2 separate regions of the Salmo salar genome follow, and region 1 is linked to region 2. A link is a contact called in public Hi-C data. All regions are on one chromosome and are shown on one strand. Each heading gives the region's core, a stretch centred on a gene start, on an enhancer-like site or on the middle of the called end of the contact. The rest is flanking DNA. Distances are from core to core; before and after follow the strand shown. Region 1 holds the start of dhx58 (DEXH (Asp-Glu-X-His) box polypeptide 58). Region 2 holds the start of kbrs2 (NF-kappa-B inhibitor-interacting Ras-like protein 2).

The links. Hi-C and Micro-C count contacts between places; a contact is called where the count stands out from the background.
Region 1: a Hi-C map of gill shows a contact between it and region 2, with 4 times the contacts expected there. The contact joins the promoter of dhx58 here to the promoter of kbrs2 in region 2. A contact is called at or near these places in 2 of 3 Hi-C or Micro-C datasets (gill and muscle).

Annotation. Positions count from the first base shown.
Region 1 is chrssa03:60,698,318-60,703,395 of Ssal_v3.1, forward strand. It overlaps dhx58 (DEXH (Asp-Glu-X-His) box polypeptide 58), which reads right to left and starts at 2,030. Exons shown (of 13, transcript NM_001140177.1): 1 at 1,979-2,030; 2 at 1,583-1,808; 3 at 1,167-1,371; 4 at 626-816; 5 at 368-481; 6 at 144-276. The coding sequence starts at 1,759. LOC106600977 (histone acetyltransferase KAT2A) reads right to left here. Exons shown (of 20, transcript XM_045715015.1): 19 at 4,746-4,849; 20 at 2,631-4,744. The coding sequence ends at 4,655.
Region 2 is chrssa03:60,435,238-60,439,749 of Ssal_v3.1, forward strand. kbrs2 (NF-kappa-B inhibitor-interacting Ras-like protein 2) reads left to right here and starts at 3,070. Exons shown (of 5, transcript NM_001140669.1): 1 at 3,070-3,140; 2 at 3,495-3,613; 3 at 3,730-3,973; 4 at 4,389-4,512. The coding sequence starts at 3,520. dnjc7 (DnaJ homolog subfamily C member 7) reads right to left here and starts at 2,142. Exons shown (of 14, transcript NM_001139956.1): 1 at 2,063-2,142. The coding sequence starts at 2,136.

The DNA of each region.
Region 1 (5,078 bases), core at 780-3,279, 260 kb after region 2:
CACATCCAAAATAGGTTTTAATGCAGTATTCAAAACTCTGGTATTGACTGAGGAAGGTTCCTTGTGTGATTTGGTGCATGAAAATAGTTCCTATGCTTAGGTTCTATGATGTGGTATTAATTCATATTAAGAGGATGATTTACCCTTCTTCTCCAGAATCACCACGTCTGCCTCGTACTCCTGCGTGCCAAACTCCCTGAACGGAAAGTCAGGCCCTAAGGCCATGAAGTCATGGATAAACTGCATCATGAACTTCAGGTGATCCCCAAATGGGTCCTGAGACAAAACAACAGGAGTTTGTTGAATTCAAACCAATACAGCTCTCAAGTTCAAAGGCTTTATGTTTACAGAACAGAATTGAACTCACCTGAGGTCTTTTGTCAACGATGTCAAACCTTTTCCTGGGTCTGGGGACCTTTTTCTGCAGCTCAGGGGCGTACACTTTAGACGACACAATCACTGAGTCCAGGTTGGCACAAATCTGAAGGCCATAAATAATGAAATGAGCTAAATGTAAAGTGTAAATGTAAAGGGTTAGAGGGACATTATTCCTTTTTTTTACTCAGGATGAAAGTTGGGGCTGAATAAATAGCATGTAAAGACCACCGGAGAGAGAGAAACTGACCTGCAGCACATGCTCCACAGCTCCTTTGATGCTCTTGGCTCCTCCTGTCCCAGGAGAGGCAGTGAGGCCCAGAATCTGCGGCAGCCGCCTCTCCCCCTTCAGCTTCTGTGCCACGTAGCGCCCCATGATCTTATTGTAGACACCCTCCTTATGAGTGTGGTGGCACTCATCAATGATCAGCAGAGTGAACTCTATGGTTGGGAGAAAGAAACACAATGGTATTGTGAACTCAATGGAATCCAATGGTTTTACTGTATACTAGTTCAACATATGGTTTAAACCTACGATATGGACCAGTCTTTTAAGTGTGTTAGCTTAGGTTCCAGGGCTTTACTGTGTCAGGTGTAGATACTCTTTATAATGACGTGTCTGTCAATTGGGATTGATACCAAGTGCTACTGGTGCACAGTGGAACAAAGCCTGGGAGCCATCTTACAACAGCCTAACTTCTAAATAAATCAGTAACAAGTAGTGTGTACTACACACACCTCGCAACAACACCATGATTCAATATGTGGAAGGCAGCAGGGTAGCCACTCACGTGAGAGCTCGACATGTTTTCCCTCCTCCTGGTTGGTCAGGGCATTCTCCAGTATCTGTGCTGTACAGATGACCAGGTCAGAGTTCTTGACATTGCAGCCAAAGAAGTCCTTCTGGTCACAGTCCCCACTGATAGACACCAGGCTATAGTCCAAACCCAGGAAGGGTTTGAACTCATTGATGTAGAGTTGATCAACCAAATGAACCTGGAAAACATAATGCCAACAACAGGTCGCCATGGTTTCCCCGGGAATAGTGGAACTTTTATTTTCTGATTTTGTATAGAATTAACAACACACCTATACTAAAAGGTCAGACTACCTAGATACAATTACACAGATGGGTCAGTTACCTGGCCAGTTACTCTGAAACATCTGCTAAATAGGCCCAAAGCTCTAGTAACCCCTCCCTACCTACCTTGTTGACCAGCACAGCCACCTTAGCTCCAGGGTTATTCTCCAGATGTTTTTTGGCCACATACACAGCAGCCCGTGTCTTCCCTCCTCCGGTGGGCAGCCAGATGATGACGTTCTCCCCCCGGAGAGCCCTCTGAACCACCTCCTCCTGGTACTTATACAGCCCAAAGTCTGCCATCCTACCGGTCTATCCTACCGGTCTATTGGTCCACACAGAACTCCTTGTCCTTAGAAATAAAAACAACATTAGACTAAAGGCAGTGCACCACAAGGCTATTTTTAAACTGAAATGCAATACACACTGCAAATGTCCCTACAGTACTACAACGTACTACTACTACTACATTTGTGGCAGTCAGCTATAGATGAAGTCAAGCCATATTCATACTCAGCTCACCAAGTGTTTCTGAAGCAGCTCTATGTTTTGGATCAGCAGCAGACAATGTCCATGGTCCGTTGTGACCAGGTTCTGATTACAGAGAGGTTTTCACTGAATAAAGATCCACCCAGCTGACACCCAAACAGAAAAACGAAACCAAAAGCACTTCAGTCTTAGGTGAAGAAGGGGTCCTATTCAAGGGAGTTCTTGAGGGCCAACAAAGTATGTCTAAGTAAAAGAAGTGACACAAGGATGTGAATTATAGGAAGATTAGAAGAGTTGTAGGGATATTAATACACGTAAGGAGCCGTATCAGTTACGAAATCTACCAAACTGCAGATGTGTTAATCTAGTGGTATTGTACTGAGAGGGACTGGTATGTCTGTAACTATCTGCAGTCCAGGAGAAAGCTGTTGCAGATTTCTGTCAGCCTGACAAAGCACCCAGAGCCCTTAATGGGCCCCATTCTTACCAGTTGTGACATCAGGAAAACAAAACTGCAAGACACCATGAGAAACACTAGTACTGCATATCTGAATGGCATTTAAACAGCCCGAATAAACCTTATGGTCACACCTACTTAACAACACTGCATGGTTACTGGAACATAAAAAAACATGTGTACACTGTAACTAGTTGCCATCTTATAAGACAATAATAAGCACAGAAATATTTTACTATAAAAACTTTATTTTCATGAAGAGTATTACAGTAAAGAGCTCTTCAAACCATATAACTAAAAGAAAATGTAGCAGTCTTAATATTTTAACATTTCACTCACACAGTATTTTCAGAATCTTAATGCAGCATACATAGGTAGATTGAGAGATACATAACTGACAACCCTGAATAACGAAACATTGACATCACTTTAGTTGCTCAAAGCTAGTCATGATTCAAATACAAACACACACAACAGTTCAGTGAATACTCAACCACCCAGCACAGACCAGTCATTTCCCCCAAAACGTTTTACAAAATAGCAGAGAACCAAAGGCATCTCAAGAGGCAGACAATCAGACACCGACCATGACCAAGAAGTGGGTTTGTGTGAATAGCCGTGGCCATCTCAGTAAAAACAGAACAGATTATAGTTCTCCACCATGCAATACTGCTTGTGAGTATGGAGTGAACACCAAACCAGACACTTGTTTTGTGTGTGTTTGTCAGCCATTATCATATTAACACAATACATATCCACCGTAGAAGAGACAGAACCAGCAGGGAGGGTAAGTGCTGTGCAACACCTACATACTGTATTGGCAGGGCTCTATGGCCTTTCAGAGAAATACTGACAAATCGAACGGTCATGTTTAACAGTGTGGTTGGATCCTGTGCTTCCATCAGAAACAGGTTATTTCTAGGTCAAACAGAAACCGAAACAAAAGGGTGGCCAGTAACCCTCAGAGTAGTCTCCCTAGGCAGACGGGTTTGGCTCCCACATTAACAATGCTCCTGCTGTTGCCCTTGGTCTGGGATTCCAGAGACGACCCTCAGATCAGACAACACCATTAAAACAACAATGACACACTACTACGCCATCTCTGATGTTTCCCCAAGAAAAACAACCATGTTTGAGATCAGTGACATGGCCATACTGGCCCAGAAGAGAATGGGAAAAGAACAGTATTGACAACTACACTAACATTAGGATTGGATTGGAAAGTTGCACGTTTTTCTACTGACCAATCACGTGATGCCAAATCCAACATAATGCAATGTCAGACAGGGATATCTATGGTCACGCTTCAGGCTGACTACATTTCAGTTGTTGCATTGTATCAACCAATGGTTAGCGTGTCCCGTTACATGATGTGGTTAAATTATTGCTAAATACCTATCCAGGCCTTGTGAGGTGTGGCAGGCGTCTGCAATGTAGTCAGCCTGGAACGCGGACATTATCTGTGACTGCAACCTGACTTCGACAATGCGAGTCTGAACAGGTCTCGTCTTCTAACTCAAGGGCACATTGTATTTCTACCCTCCAAGTCTACTGGCCTCTTTTCAAGTGTATGTCAGTACAGGAAGGCAACAACGGCATAGGTCCCCAAGTCCAGCCTACTCACGTTTCCATGTCAGTACCAAAAATACAACTCCCATCTGGAGGAGCTGTGAGCGTGAATGTCTAAGCGGGCATTATTTTATCCGATTGAGGAACAATTCCATGAAAATGACATCCTATAAAATGAACGTAACCTATGTGGAAAGTTTGACATGATCTGCTGTGGGACCAGTCGTTTTGGTACAGGAATACGTTACAGCTCCTTCTATGAGTCACTTGGAGCAAGAATGAAACCAGAATGAGACAGCAACACACAGAGAGATTCTATACTACAGAGGGTAGTGAGACAGGGATAGAGGGAGACAAACAAACAGAGAGTGAGAGAGGGAGGGATTGATGGAGAGTCATTTCGACACATTAGCAAACTTAACTCGCCTACAGAGCCTTTCCAATTACCTCCAAATGTTGTTGTTACACCCCACAGTTCCCTTCACCCACCAGTAATATAAATATAACATGCATAAACACGCACTGCCATTAATAAAGGCTTCCTAAAAGAAAAGACGAGGGGAAAAGGGTTGGAATATGGCTAGCAATGACCCCTGACTATGTCATCACAAGACAGTGTGTGTGAGTGAGTGTCCACGAGCGCTCCTTCCTGCTGTTGTGCATGGTGACCTGTGACCCTAGCTTCACTTCTCGATCAAGCCCCCTTCCTTCAGCTTAAAGTAGAAGAACTTCTCCAGTGTGTTGGCACACTTGCAGTACTCGCTGTCCGGGGGGGTTGTATTCACGGCAGTTGGTAATGACGCGCTGCAGGTCTGCTATGAACAGCTTCTTGGTCACATAGTATCTGTTCTTCAGCCTCTCCGTCATGGTCTTCAGATCTACAGGAAGGAGGGAGAGAGGAGAGGGGGACACGTAGGTTATATGTGAAATATTCCTTCAGAGGGTTTACTGACATATCCAGACGGACTTACAATTAAAAGCGCATCGAGTTGGGGGTCATTGCTAGCCATATTCCAACCCTTTTCCCCTCGTCTTTTCTTTTAGGAAGCCTTTATTAATGGCAGTGAGTGTTTATGCATGTTATATTTATATCATGGCTGGGACATA
Region 2 (4,512 bases), core at 1,820-4,319:
GGAAGATTCTTTCATCAAACAGTGGTACAGGAAGAAGTCCTCAGCATTCTAGAAGGCCATGATCTTTATGCAGGACAATGCTCCATCACATGCATCCAAGTACTCCACTGCTTGGCTAGCCAGCAAGGGCCTCAAAGATGCCCGAATAATGACCTGGCCCCCTTCCTCACCTGACTTAAATCCTATTGAGAACTTGTGGGCCCTTCTCAAACATGAGATTTACAGTGATGGAAGACAATACACCTTTTAGAACAGCATTTGGGAGGCTGTGGTTGCTGCTTCAGCGAAAATTGATCGTGAACAGATCAAGAAACTGACAGACTCCATGGATGGAAGGCTCATGGCAGTTATTGAAAATAAGGGTGGCTATATTGGTCACTGAATATTTTTGAAAGGCCAAAAATTGTATATAATTGTCATTTTGTGTTACACTTACTCGAAAAATTGAGAATAAACGAGTTGAGAGAAATTATTTTTGTAATTTAGTTGCCTAATAATTGTGCACACTAATAGTTGCCCAATTGTGCACTTATATTTCCCTGAGAAAAACAAAACTCACTTTTCCTTTGTTAAACATTCAGGTTTGAGGTTCAATAACATTTTGGATTGACTGAGAGCATTGTGTTTGTTCAACAATAAAATTAATCCAGAGGAATACAATTTGCCTAATAATTGTGCACGCAGTGTATTCTACTGTTTCCAAACATGTATGCTGGAAGAGTTAACCTTGGTGTGCAGGTGGGAGAGGGGGTAAGGAGCTGCGCAAAATCATCTAAACATAGAAAGAGCCATACCAGCAGGCAGTGAGGGGTCTCAGCCAATGGAATTAGAGGTAGTGGCCACAGCTCAAACAGAGCAGCTATCTGAGCTCAGTGGGAAATACAGAGGCAGATCACAAGGGAGCACATGGCAAGACAAGCCAGGGAGAGGGCAACTGCCATTTCCTTGGAATCTTTATTTATTTAACTAGGCAGTTAAGAACAAATTCTTATTTGCAAGAGTGACAGATTTTTACCCTGTCAGCTCAGGGATTCGAACCAGCGAATTTTAGGTTACTGGCCCAACACTAACCACTAGGCTACCTGCCGCCCCAACATCTTCACCATGCTTCAGTTCAGATCACAATTAGAGCAAGAAAGCTGACAATGAATCGAAACTGAAAATAAAGGCAATTTTCCAAGACAATGCCTTTCCCTTGTAATGTTCTTGAGGAAACAGGACAGTTACCCCTATATCACCTGATCATAACACATTGGTTGGTTGTTGAACTTGTGGCCCCCACTGTTGCCAAGAGGAAAGTTGAGACATAATTACTAGTGGTGGGAATATATTAGCTAGGCCCAGCGTCATTAATATATGGATCTGGCTAGGCCTAGTTGACAACCTCGGATAACATCACAGTAAAACAAAAATTGATCACCCTTCAGGCATACCAAGAAGACCATGTCAGTCAATAGTAAGTTACCTCACGCAAAGCCTAATTTATAGCTGTCACGTTCAGGTCATCAAAACCTGAGAATGTTCTGGAAGAACGTCACTCAGCGAGGACAATCAGTGGGCAGAGTGGGGCAATATTTTGGGGACTTTTCTGGGTCGTGCGTGGGTACATAGCAATACTAACAGTTATGTTAGCTAGCTAAGTAACTAATTAGCTTAACACATTTGGTTAAAAAATATATAGAACAAAAACATTAACCATAGGCTTTGCGACCGTCATAGCTAACGGCTACTTAGCTAACGTTAGTTAGCCAACTAGCTAGTACAATAGCAAGCTAACGTTAGCTAGCCATAACAACACACGACGATGCAAACTTTGTCAAAAACTGTGACTAACTTTGTTGGTTAGGTAACATTAACACAACAGATAAAGTCAACTTTATCTTTGTTGGTATGGATTTTTCAAAAAAAGAAATGGCTAACCGGTTAGCAAGGCCTAATTCCCGTGTGACACAAAGCAAAGGCCAACCAATACTAGCCAGACCAAGATTATAATAACATGACAATGGCACGAGAACACTCAAATCTAATGTGTAACATTTGTTGTACATTTTCCGCAACGTACCTCTCCAATTCCTCGTCGCTGAGTATTTCCATTTCAGGATCCATGGTCACATCGCAGTCATCAACCGTCGCCATTTTGCTGGGACTGAGAGAGAGAGAGAGAGAGAGAGAGAGAGAGAGAGAGAGAGAGAGAGAGAGAGAGAGGGAGAAAGTTGATTGACAACTAGACAAGACGATCACTGAAAGTTAGTCCTGTATTTTTAACTGAAACCTGGCAGTCCCAAAACCTTTTTGGTCATTCAGCATCTTCTAAGCTAACATATTTAATTGTTTTAAGATGGTCATACCAAGGATCATTTAGATATTGATTTTGAATTTTAGGACCAATTTAGGTATAAAAAATATCAATTGATAACACCTCGAATTTGGCCTTACTGCTATTAGCCCATAGAAACACATTGGATAACAGATTTATACATGGAAAAACATAGGCCAAAATTAAGTTTGTTTTTAATTGTCTACCCTTAAGATATAAGAAAGATCAGGCAACTTTTTATAAAAAAAATTACACACATATTTAACCACTTTTTTTAGGCACTAAACTACTTCCATATATACTGACATTAATTGTTTAAACTGGTACCGGGCAACCTTCAGACGAGTGTTGTGAGGCTTACGTCCTAAATCAAAACAACAGAAACGTATGAGTTCGTGAGAGACTCACCTTTCTCATAACAGTGTGTAGCCCAAACTCTTCGGAAGCTAGACAGAAATTGGCAGATCGGCCGTAAAGTCTCACTTTAAAAGGGGTTTTCCCCCAATAGTTTTTGTCCCACCAGGAGTTGGCATTGGCAAGAAAGCAGAAACAGACCCCCAGCCAGGGTAAAACAATGCATGACAGGCTATTTTGTCAGTAAAAATAGAGTAACATTGAACTAGCTCGCTCTATTAAAATAGAAAATGTTAACGTCTTCCATCCTCTGCGGCTGTGGCTCAAACAAGTCTTTACCACCATCGTACGCTAGAGGTCTCAGTTACTAAAAGTAGTGAGGAAGACGTTACGTAAGCATTGTAAACAGGAAGTATTTTGGGGTAGTGGTGTCTGGAATTTACGGGAGCGCTGTATTTACATTTTAAAGGTAAAAAGATTGCAAGGAAATTAAATGTTGCATTGAGTTGTTATCTGGACGAACATAACAACGGACAATATCAGTTAAATAGAATAGTTAGCTAACTAAATGCATGCTAAACGTTAGCATGTAGCTAGCTAACAAACGTTAGCTAGCTAGCTACGGTATCATGGTCTGCTACGTGAGGGAAAGCGTCCTACCTCTATGACTTGTAAGAAAAACGTGTGTGTGTGTGTGTGTGTGTGTGTGTGTGTGTGTGTGTGTGTGTGTGTGTGTGTGTGTGTGTGTGTGTGTGTGTGTGTGTGTGTGTGTGTTTTGCTAGCTGCAGAGACATCTGTCATCTGACTTGTTATTCAATTACAGAGTTGCCAAGAGACGGATCATCATCATGGGCAAGAGTTGTAAAGTGGTGGTGTGTGGTCTGGCTGCCGTTGGCAAGACTGCTGTCCTGGAGCAACTGCTGTATGCCAATCATATTGCGGGTAAGTAATTAATTTGTAAGACCTAGCTAGATCAAGGACAACGTTGATGTTTTGTCTACACAGATCCGCTGGTCCCATTTGATATCCCAAAGTGCTCTCCTCATTTTCCCCCCTAGGCTCAGAGCCCATGGAGACCCTGGAGGATATCTATATTGGCTCCATAGAAACGGACCGTGGCACTCGAGAGCAAGTGCGCTTCTACGACACCCGGGGTCTTCGTGATGGTCTGGAGTTCCCTCGCCACTACTTCTCCTTTGCAGACGGTTTTGTCCTGGTCTACAGTATCGACAGTAAGGAGTCCTTCAAACGCATGGAGGCCCTCAAGAAAGACATTGACCGCTACCGTGATAAGAAAGAGGTAAGGACTTTCATCAATTTCAATGGTAGTTGTGAAGCACAGAGTCGTGTAGGCTAGTTAAATAACAGCGCAGACTTCAGGACAAAACGGATCCTGCTGATGAACGGCCGTCCTGATGAACGGCAGACTGCAGACCGTCAGCCACCTTTATTTTTTGTTAATTTCCTGATGGTTCTACGTGTTGAATCACCACCGCACGTCAACAGCCAGCAGGTTATGTACTACGCGTGGCGACATTCGTTATGGTGTGTCTTGTCCTAAAGTTCTTATCTACACACCACACTCCACTTGCTGATATCCAGGTGATGTGAGGCTGTGCTAAATGGATGAGATGATCTGTCCACAGGTGAACATAGTGGTGCTGGGCAACAAGCTGGACATGCAGGAGCAGAGGAGAGTGGACTCGGAAGTGGCCCAGCACTGGGCCAAGACAGAAAAGGTGCGTCTGTGGGAGGTGTCTGTGGCAGACCGGAAGACCCTCATCGAACCTTTTGTCCACCTGGCCAGCAAGATGACCCAGCCCCAGAGCAAATCATCCTTC